3 separate regions of the Mus musculus genome follow, and regions 2 and 3 are each linked to region 1. Evidence: chromatin contacts called from public Hi-C and HiChIP or PLAC-seq data. All regions are on one chromosome and are shown on one strand. Each heading gives the region's core, a stretch centred on a gene start, on an enhancer-like site or on the middle of the called end of the contact. The rest is flanking DNA. Distances are from core to core; before and after follow the strand shown.

Evidence for each region. A called contact is a pair of places that touch in the nucleus more often than the background predicts. HiChIP or PLAC-seq counts read pairs in DNA pulled down with a chosen protein or histone mark.
Region 2: a Hi-C map of Th2 cells shows a contact between it and region 1, with 2.9 times the contacts expected there. The contact joins two enhancer-like sites. A contact is called at or near these places in 8 of 484 Hi-C or Micro-C datasets (Th1 cells, Th2 cells, bone marrow-derived macrophages and 3 more) and 5 of 115 datasets of contacts at active chromatin or transcription factors (CD8 T cells, the HPC-7 cell line, Th2 cells and 2 more).
Region 3: a contact with region 1 is called in an H3K4me3 HiChIP or PLAC-seq map of microglia, with 6 times the contacts expected there. The contact joins two enhancer-like sites. A contact is called at or near these places in 4 of 484 Hi-C or Micro-C datasets (group 2 innate lymphoid cells, macrophages, muscle stem cells and 1 more) and 1 of 115 datasets of contacts at active chromatin or transcription factors (microglia).

The regions. Positions count from the first base shown.
Region 1 is chr3:133,756,786-133,759,485 of GRCm38.p6, forward strand. No RefSeq gene overlaps it. Among named protein-coding and RNA genes, the nearest start is that of Gm6135, 33 kb to the right of the region's middle. Within about 2 kb of position 1,421, at least 62 of the 459 cell types and tissues checked have an H3K27ac peak or open chromatin away from gene starts, as enhancers often do. A contact at or near this core is called in Th1 cells, Th2 cells, bone marrow-derived dendritic cells and 3 more, where this site is marked.
Region 2 is chr3:133,622,367-133,625,066 of GRCm38.p6, forward strand. No RefSeq gene overlaps it. Among named protein-coding and RNA genes, the nearest start is that of Gm40153, 40 kb to the right of the region's middle. Within about 2 kb of position 1,290, at least 87 of the 459 cell types and tissues checked have an H3K27ac peak or open chromatin away from gene starts, as enhancers often do. A contact at or near this core is called in Th1 cells, Th2 cells, bone marrow-derived dendritic cells and 2 more, where this site is marked.
Region 3 is chr3:133,525,015-133,527,714 of GRCm38.p6, forward strand. The region is part of intron 1 of Tet2 (tet methylcytosine dioxygenase 2); the gene reads right to left. Among named protein-coding and RNA genes, the nearest start is that of Tet2, 18 kb to the right of the region's middle. Within about 2 kb of position 1,292, at least 61 of the 459 cell types and tissues checked have an H3K27ac peak or open chromatin away from gene starts, as enhancers often do. A contact at or near this core is called in microglia, where this site is marked.

The DNA.
Region 1 (2,700 bases), core at 171-2,670:
TTGTGTCAGCTCTTTGATGCTCTTATTTCACGTTCTTCCTAGATTTTCCATAGAAAAGTGGGGAGAATCATTACAGAAGTGAGCCAGAGGGCCGTGATGAAGCCCGCACGAACTTTCCTCAGTGTCAGGCTCCGATGTCCTCCACTGTTTCCACTCTGTCTGTTTTGACTTTGTAGGGTCACTCCCTGAGATTTTGCCTTCTAATGTCCCTGTTTCCGTTTGATTACAAACCCTAACTGTGCTTTTTCCTCACAATATAATCTGGAGAATTGTGCTTCAGGTGTAAGGCATACTCTAGACGCTTAATTCTATGGTGCTAACCAAATGACCTCTTCATTCATTCATTCATTCATTCATTCATTCATTCATTCAGATCTATGTGGGCCAGTGGTTGTTCTGTATGTTATAAACTTAGAAGGAATGAAGATGGGGGATCTTTGGCTTATCTCTTTCGTTCCCATTTCCCCTAGGTTGCTACACTTTTAGGCATTCTGTAAAAACCCAATGTAAATGCTGTTTTTTCCATAAAACCTGCAGTTACATACTCATAAAACTGTTCCCACAGTCCTCTATATTCCCATGACAGTACTGCTTCGGTCTCTTTTTGGTTATTTTCCTATGTGATGGTGCATTATACTGTCTAGAATGTGGGCTTATGCAGGAGGGTGACTGTGTCATTTTAATCTCTCCTCGCTATCAAGCTCCATGTTGCTCTGTTCAACTGGCTCCTCTCTGGCCACATCTTTTCTGGGCCGTCCATCAGTTATTCCAGACACCTTGCCATGTCTTGTCTTTGTAATTGTCTCTTCTAGACATTTTTGGCCAGACCCCTTTCACACCTTTATTACTTAGCTCCTGCTAGGAGGCTTAAATTCTGCATAATGACCTAGAGAATGATTATATTTTATACTGAGCAAGTCCTTAATTAATCTATTTAACAAATAAGTGAAAATTTAAAGGAAATATGTTTAGTTCTTATTACTTCTATAGTAAGTTTGGGATGAGACTATAAATGCTGAGAGCCGCTGCTGGCATTAACAAAACTGTGGGGAAGGCACACAAACACAGACCTGGCAACTCCGCTGCACACATGAGGTAATGCAAGCTACCCCTGGTCACTCAGTCCTTCTGCTTCTGCACTCCTTGTTGGTATAGCAGCCCCCGCCCCCACCCCTCTTAAGCTAGGGGAGAACAGGAAAAACACAACTCTCAACTCAAGTTAGATCAGGAAGTTGTGTGGCAATTTCTGGAATGTCAAGAATAAAAATAAGGAAGCAAGAATTAATCCTGCTAGCCTCGAATGAGAAGCTGTCACCGAGAAAGCTGTAACTTTCTAAATGAATCTAACACCTCTGAAACTCCCCCAACTATGCCAAGTGTTTACATGTTCTCTCAGAATGTGGCATCTACAGCGAGTGGTTTTGGTCGCGAAGCACACCATCTGCGTGATTACCCAGCCCTTGCGAAGAGTACTCTGAACTCAGCAGTTGTACAACAGACGCATTTAAAATATACAGTGTTCCCACTCCCATAGTTCAGAGCGGGTGTTAGAAAACAACCAGCCTCCTGGAGAACTCAGACTGCATCTGATGTTCTTCCAGACACCTTTCTGCCACCCTGCATGTAGTTCTGGAAGATAGCATTATCATAAGAGATTTACAGACCAAAGCACAGGTCAGCCTGACCTCCGGGCCATCATCAGCTGCAGTCACAGTCATTAGTGAGTCAATTGGTGTGAGAAGTGAAGTCAGATCGCTCCTCAGCTGTCATCCAAGGGGAGGTCTGTGTTGTCGGAGGAAAAACACACCCATAGCAGTCAGAGGGTGAATACTCCAGAGAAGGGACTAAGAGGACTTTCACTGTTAGTCAGCCGTGCCACCCACATAGTTCTCTTGAAAAATAACTTTAGGCTGTAGTTGCTGATGAAGTGCCAGAATCAAGACTGAAAAACTAGGAAGCTACTTTTGCAGTGACATTGGTGACTGCAGACCCACAGTTGTGAAAGAGGGACATCAAAGAGAACTCTTTAAAAAAAATGTGATAACGATGCTAAAGCAGAGCTCTCCACATTGATGGCTTCTGGCTGGGATCTGGGTAGGGAAGGACACAGTTTTCTTTAAGGGGCTGACCATTGGGAGTTTTATCATGCTCCAGTGAGTATACTGGCAACACAATTGAACTTGGTTTTGGTTTTGTTTGTTTTGCTTCTCCTCTTCCTTATCTTCCTCCTCCTCTTCCTCCTCTTCTTCTTCCTCCCTCATGTCAGTAAGAAAAATAAGAAAAATATCATAGTTTTCTTAACTCACACTAGGTCAGACACCAGCAACAAGTTTTGGGTGTGAAAAGTAAAAGTAATAATTAGAGAAAAAAAAGTCTTATGAGTACAAAATCAAAAGCAAACCAAAACCCCTAAATATACTAAAGATATGCACTGGATCTGGGAGCTGTTTCTTGGGCATAATAGACTCTACCTGTTCCAAATGGGCAGGGCACAAATAGAGCAGTCCTTCTCTAGCCATGGCTTTCAGTCTTAATATGTAAGTCACATGAGTCCATGATCATTAGTACATTTTAACCAAATTGTGTGTTATATGGACAGGATCTCTATATGAAAGATTTGGACAGGAAGTCCATACCCTAGAGTGACTTTGTCTTGGAGAGTCAGTTTAAGGACTGTGTTTGCTAGTTAGTAAATGAATG
Region 2 (2,700 bases), core at 40-2,539, 130 kb before region 1:
CATAAAACTAGTCCACACAACTGGCCACACAATTTCATCCTAATATTTTTCCACGTTCAGAATATCCACTGACTTGAGGGTATCTAAAAAGATCTCCCCCATGGTTGTTAAATCACCTTCTTTTGAAAGTATACCATGGACAAAATAAATGTCTTTCTGAGGACAGGTGCTTTGAAGGCGTGAGAAAGCAGAACAGTGCTGGTATGACCTCAGAGGCTAAGGGATGGATGCCTCGTGCCTCATAATACTTCTGAGAGGGCCTTTCCTGGAGGAAGCATTTAGTAGATGCTTACTGAATACACAGTGAGTCTAAATTAGAACAGAAAATCTATTTTTTAAAAATATTTATTTATTCATTATATGTAAGTACACTGTAGCTGTCTTCAGACACTGTGGAAGAGGAGTGTCAGATCTTGTTACAGATGGTTGTGAGCCACCATGTGGTTGGCTGGGATTTGAACTCAGGACCTTTGGAAGAGCAGTTGGTGCTCTTAACTGCTGAACTGTCTCTCCAGCCCCAGAAAATGTATTTTTAAAACTCCTTGCTATGGTGATTATCAGACAACTGTATCATCTCAAACATTTCTCTGCCTGCAGATGTCATCATGCCTTTCTCTTAATTTGGGAGATTTTATCATGTCTACCAGTGGTACTGAGGATTAATATCTGAAACCATTTCACTGGTTATAAGGCACTGAAACTATTATAATTAGGCACTGCCTGGGCACTCCTCCTTCTTGAGAGAGACATAGACCTTTGCCTTTTGTTCAGTTATTTCTCAGAATAGTATTCCTGTCTTGGCTCCTAAGTAGAAACTTGACTTGCTAGGCTTATTTCACAGTTGCTTCCATCCTTTGACTTCCTGTTTTCACAATGTGCCCGCCAACCAAATGTATCTGTGGTTTTAAAGCACGTGCCAATGGGACAGATATCAGGCAGAAAATGCATCTACACATCCCAAAAGGCCTCTGTTAAAATCAGTAAGATTGCACAAGGCAGGAACCTAAGGAACCATTCTACGAGAAGTGAATGGTCAGAAATTAGTTCATTCAGTGCTCTGTCTGAGCCTTAATAAGCCATGCCTTATCTCTTTGAGCCAGTGGGCAGCTTCTAATTGGTAAGGGTCCAAGGTAAGGCAAACACGTGGAAGGGGACCTCTCTGCCTGCCTTTATACATCAGCGAGATAGCCCTATCATACATCAACGGACGGCCTTCAAGTTGACAACAGGAAAAAATGTGACTCAGCTCATACAAAGGGGGAAGTCCTATGCTGGGCGCAGACAATGGCTCTGTCATTTTGCTGTGTTGCTGGGCTGTCGTCTCTGTGAAGATATGCAGGGCTGGGGACTCAGCCTTCTCTGAGACAGAGCATTTTAGCATCTAAGGTGGAACAGAGCAAAGGAAACAGCAGGAAACTTATGGTCAGGATGGTAAAGTGATACCTTCCAGTCAGTTGTACTTCATATAGCAATGAAAACAGGAAAGGGTCAGCACTGAGATAAAAGCATAAAACAATCCCAAAACCAAAACCCAAATCCAAAACCCCCACCTCCTTTGAATGATGGAGTCTGGAGAACAATAAAGGATGTATTCTGTGAAAGAGTCACTTATTTTTTTCCTCTTATATTTATATATTTATAATTCCCTCTGTAGAAGTACCAACCTGCTTATGGATGTAGAATATCATATGGCACTAAACAGTGTCTACATATGGTTCACATGTTATCTTGTCATCAGAGTTTTGGGGGAGACTTTTGAGACATACAGCTGAGGAGAATGTGTCTTTCTCTAGTATCTGAGTACTTCCAGCTTACATACAACACCACCACCAACTAGGGAGACCACAACTGTCACGTTCTTATCAGAAACCATGTTCCTAAGATAAGCCACTTTATGTGTGAGTTCCTGTGTGTGCAGCCACTTGTCTCTGCATGGATGGTCTGTTATTAATTGCTGCCCCAATGTGTCTTGTCACATCACCTTTTCCAGTGTCTCATTTGTCTGAATCTGCATTCTCTTCTGCTTCTATAGGCGAGGAGACTGTGGGGGAAGGTGCCCATTAGGCCCCCAGTGAGACACTGAGTTATTAACAGCAGCGAGAAGATTACCAAAACTTTTCAGGCCTTTGGAATTTGGTAGGAAAGACATTTACAACAATTTACAACAAATCATACATGAAAACATGACTTCTAAGTTTCAGTCTTTTGAAAAATAATGTTAATTTTTGACTTAGAGTGTGACAAATCTATTTTACTGTGATCTTTTAACTTGTGGTTATTCTGGTATGGGTGCTTGTGTAGTAGCCATGTCACAGTAGCTTGTTAAGGACAGTGGCCCCTCCCCCTTCTGCATTATCACCACCTTCACCTCTGTCTCCTTGGTACACTGTGCCTGAAATGTGTCAGTCATGTTTGTATCAGGCTTAGATCATTCAAACTTACTAAAGAGGAATGAATGAAGGTGTTCATTTAGGAAGTAGAGTGAGTTAGGAGGTTTTGTTTTGGTTTGGTTTTGGTTTTTGTTTTTTGTTTTTTGACAAGGTCTGACTTGGCTGGTCTAGAACTCTCCACAAGGCTGGCCTCCACCTCCTGAAAGTCTACCTGCCTCTGCTTCTTCCTCTCCAGCATTGAGATTAAAGGAGTCTGCTGCCGTGTCCCAATGATTACCTCTTGACTTAATTCTACCCACATATTTCCAGA
Region 3 (2,700 bases), core at 42-2,541, 230 kb before region 1:
TCTTTCTCGTTCAAAGTTACACTATGAGCTTTGGGTGTGTCCTGCAGCTCTCCAGTGGGATGCTCTACTTGCCTGGAGCCTTTTTCCTTTTGCATTTGCTTTAGTGTTTGAATCGTCTATGGCCACATCCTTGAGCACAGATTCTTTCTTTGGTCGCATGCAGCGTATTAGCGAAGCCATCGAAGGCGTTCTTGACACTCCTGCTACAGCATGCTTGTGACCCAACAGGTCTTTAGTTCTTTCTGAAAACGTCTACCTCAGTCAACATTACCCACCTGTTCTTGCATCTGTCCACCTTTTATTCATTAGCATCTTAATCATTAAAACCACTTCTGGGTGCAACGAGATGGACCTTGCTAAAGCTGACATCTGGGGTTTACCACTGAGAGTCACATCTTGAAAGGAGAACTGTCTCATAGAAGTCATCTGACCTCCACTGGAGGGGTGTGTGTGTGTGTGTGTGTGTGTGTGTGTGTGTGTGTGTGACATGCTCACACAATACAAAAGTCAGGCAGTGGTAGCCCATGCCTGTAATTCTAGCACTCAGAAGGCAGAAGCAAGCAAATCTCTGAGTTTAAAGCCAGCCAGGTCTACAGAGTTCCAGGACAGCCAGAGCCACACAGAGAAACCAAAAAAAAAAAAAAAAAAAAAAAACAAACTAAGCAAATAACCTAAACACTATAATCCCCATATTGGTGCTAATTTGCTTCTATTTTGAGTACTTCTCCATTTTTTTTTTTTTGGTATGTCTTGCAATTGTTTGTTCAATGGCACACACGATATCCTTGGTAACTGCCCTCAAGAAGACTTTGATAATGCAGTGGAGGAACATCCTGCCCTGCTGTGACTAGTCTGTCTTTTGTGGGGCTGGGTCTTGCATTATGAACTGCACCACTGTGGTTCAAAGTTACTTCAGCCAGTTGGGTAAAACTGGATTTCTTGAGTGGTCTGCAGCTGGGTAGTTCTCTTCCTTCAGGTTAGGGTTAGACTAGAATCTGCTACAATTCCAGAAATTGCTAAAATCCCAGCAGTGGGCAGGACAGGGCGTGGGAGCTCAGTGAGTTTGAGTATAGCCAGATCCACGTAGGGAAGCCTGGTATAAGAAAGGGAAAAAGCCAGAATGTAGGTTTTATTCCACAGTTCCTTAAAGCCAGGCCTTAAATTCCTAATGGAATTCTCTGGCATATTTCAAAAGCATTTCTTTTCCTGCCTTGCCAGGAAGTGTGTGGTGATGGGCTACACTACCAACTTTGAGGAACTGGGAGAGCTGGTGGCAGAGGAGGCACCAAGTGGGTGCTACACTGACTGTGTGATCCTGGAGTCTGCACTCCTCAGCCACACCAAGGCCCCAGCGAGTCACTAACTGCCCAGGTTTTCCCACCCTGACAATAGGTCCTGATAGTTCTTCCTGTGGACTGCTGACAAGCTATGGCTTTCACTATCAGCCTACATCTTCTCAGCATCGGGAGATGATGGTTTCCTCTGATCTTCTCTTGAAAGAACTGAGCCCTGTTGGTTTCCATCTCACTCATTTACGTGTCACTTGGATGGAGTGGTGCCTTCTCTGTTCCCTACACGACAGACTGCAAACAGGAAGTTTGCCATTTTTAAAAACTATAAAACAAAACCACCAACTCCCACTCCAACTCTATAACTTTATACAAAGTCCAGCTTTTAGTTTATTCTTCTCTTTTTCCTTATTTTTCTCTTTTCCTCCTGCCCCAAGACTAGGTGTCTCACTGTACAGCCCCGAATGAGTAGAATTCTCTTATATAGACTAGTCTTGCCTGGAACTCACATAGATCTGCCCAGCTCTGCCCTTGGAGTACTGGTATTAAAGGCATACCCTACCACACCTGGCAAAAATTGTATTTTGAAAGCTGTTGAAAACTGTACATGACAAATCACGCACCTGTGACTGAATTAAAAAAAAAAAAAAACTCTTTTGGGCCACTTAAGAGGCAGAAGGAGGTATATCTTTGTGAGTTCAACGCCAACCTAGTCTACATCGTGAGTTCCGAGTGAGTGAGCCAGGGTTATGTAGAGAAACCCTGTCTCAAGAAAATAAACAAAAAATATTTTGTGGGGGTTCAAGAGCTGGCTCAGCAGTTAAGACCACCGGCTGCTGTTCCAGAGGACCTGGGTTTAATTCCCAGCACTTATATGGCTGCTTACAATTGTCTGTAATTCCATTTCCAGGAGATCCAAACCTTCTTCTAGCCTCTTATAGCACCAGATACCATGTGGTGCAAAGATATACATGTAGGGAAACACTCATACACATGGGATAAAATATTAATAATAAATAAGAAATGTGTAAAACACTGGGAAGTGGTGGCACACACCTTTAATCCCAGCACTTGGGAGGCAGAGGCAGGCAGATTTCGGAGTTTGAGGCCAGCCTGGTCTACAGAGTGAGTTCCAGGACAGCCAGGACTATACAGAGAAACCCTGTCTCAAAAAGAAAAAAGAAAGAAAAAAGAACAGAAAAGAAAAGAAAAAAAGAAAGAAAACAGAAATGTATAAAACAAAATTCAAAGTTTCGGGGTTTGGGTTTATTTATTTTATTTAATGTACATGAGTATTTTATCTGCATCTATGCCTATGAGTCATGTGTCTGATCCCTTAGAACTGTAATTATAGATAGTTGTGAGCCACCATCTGGTATGTGAATTCTGGGAACCAAACCCAGGTCCTATG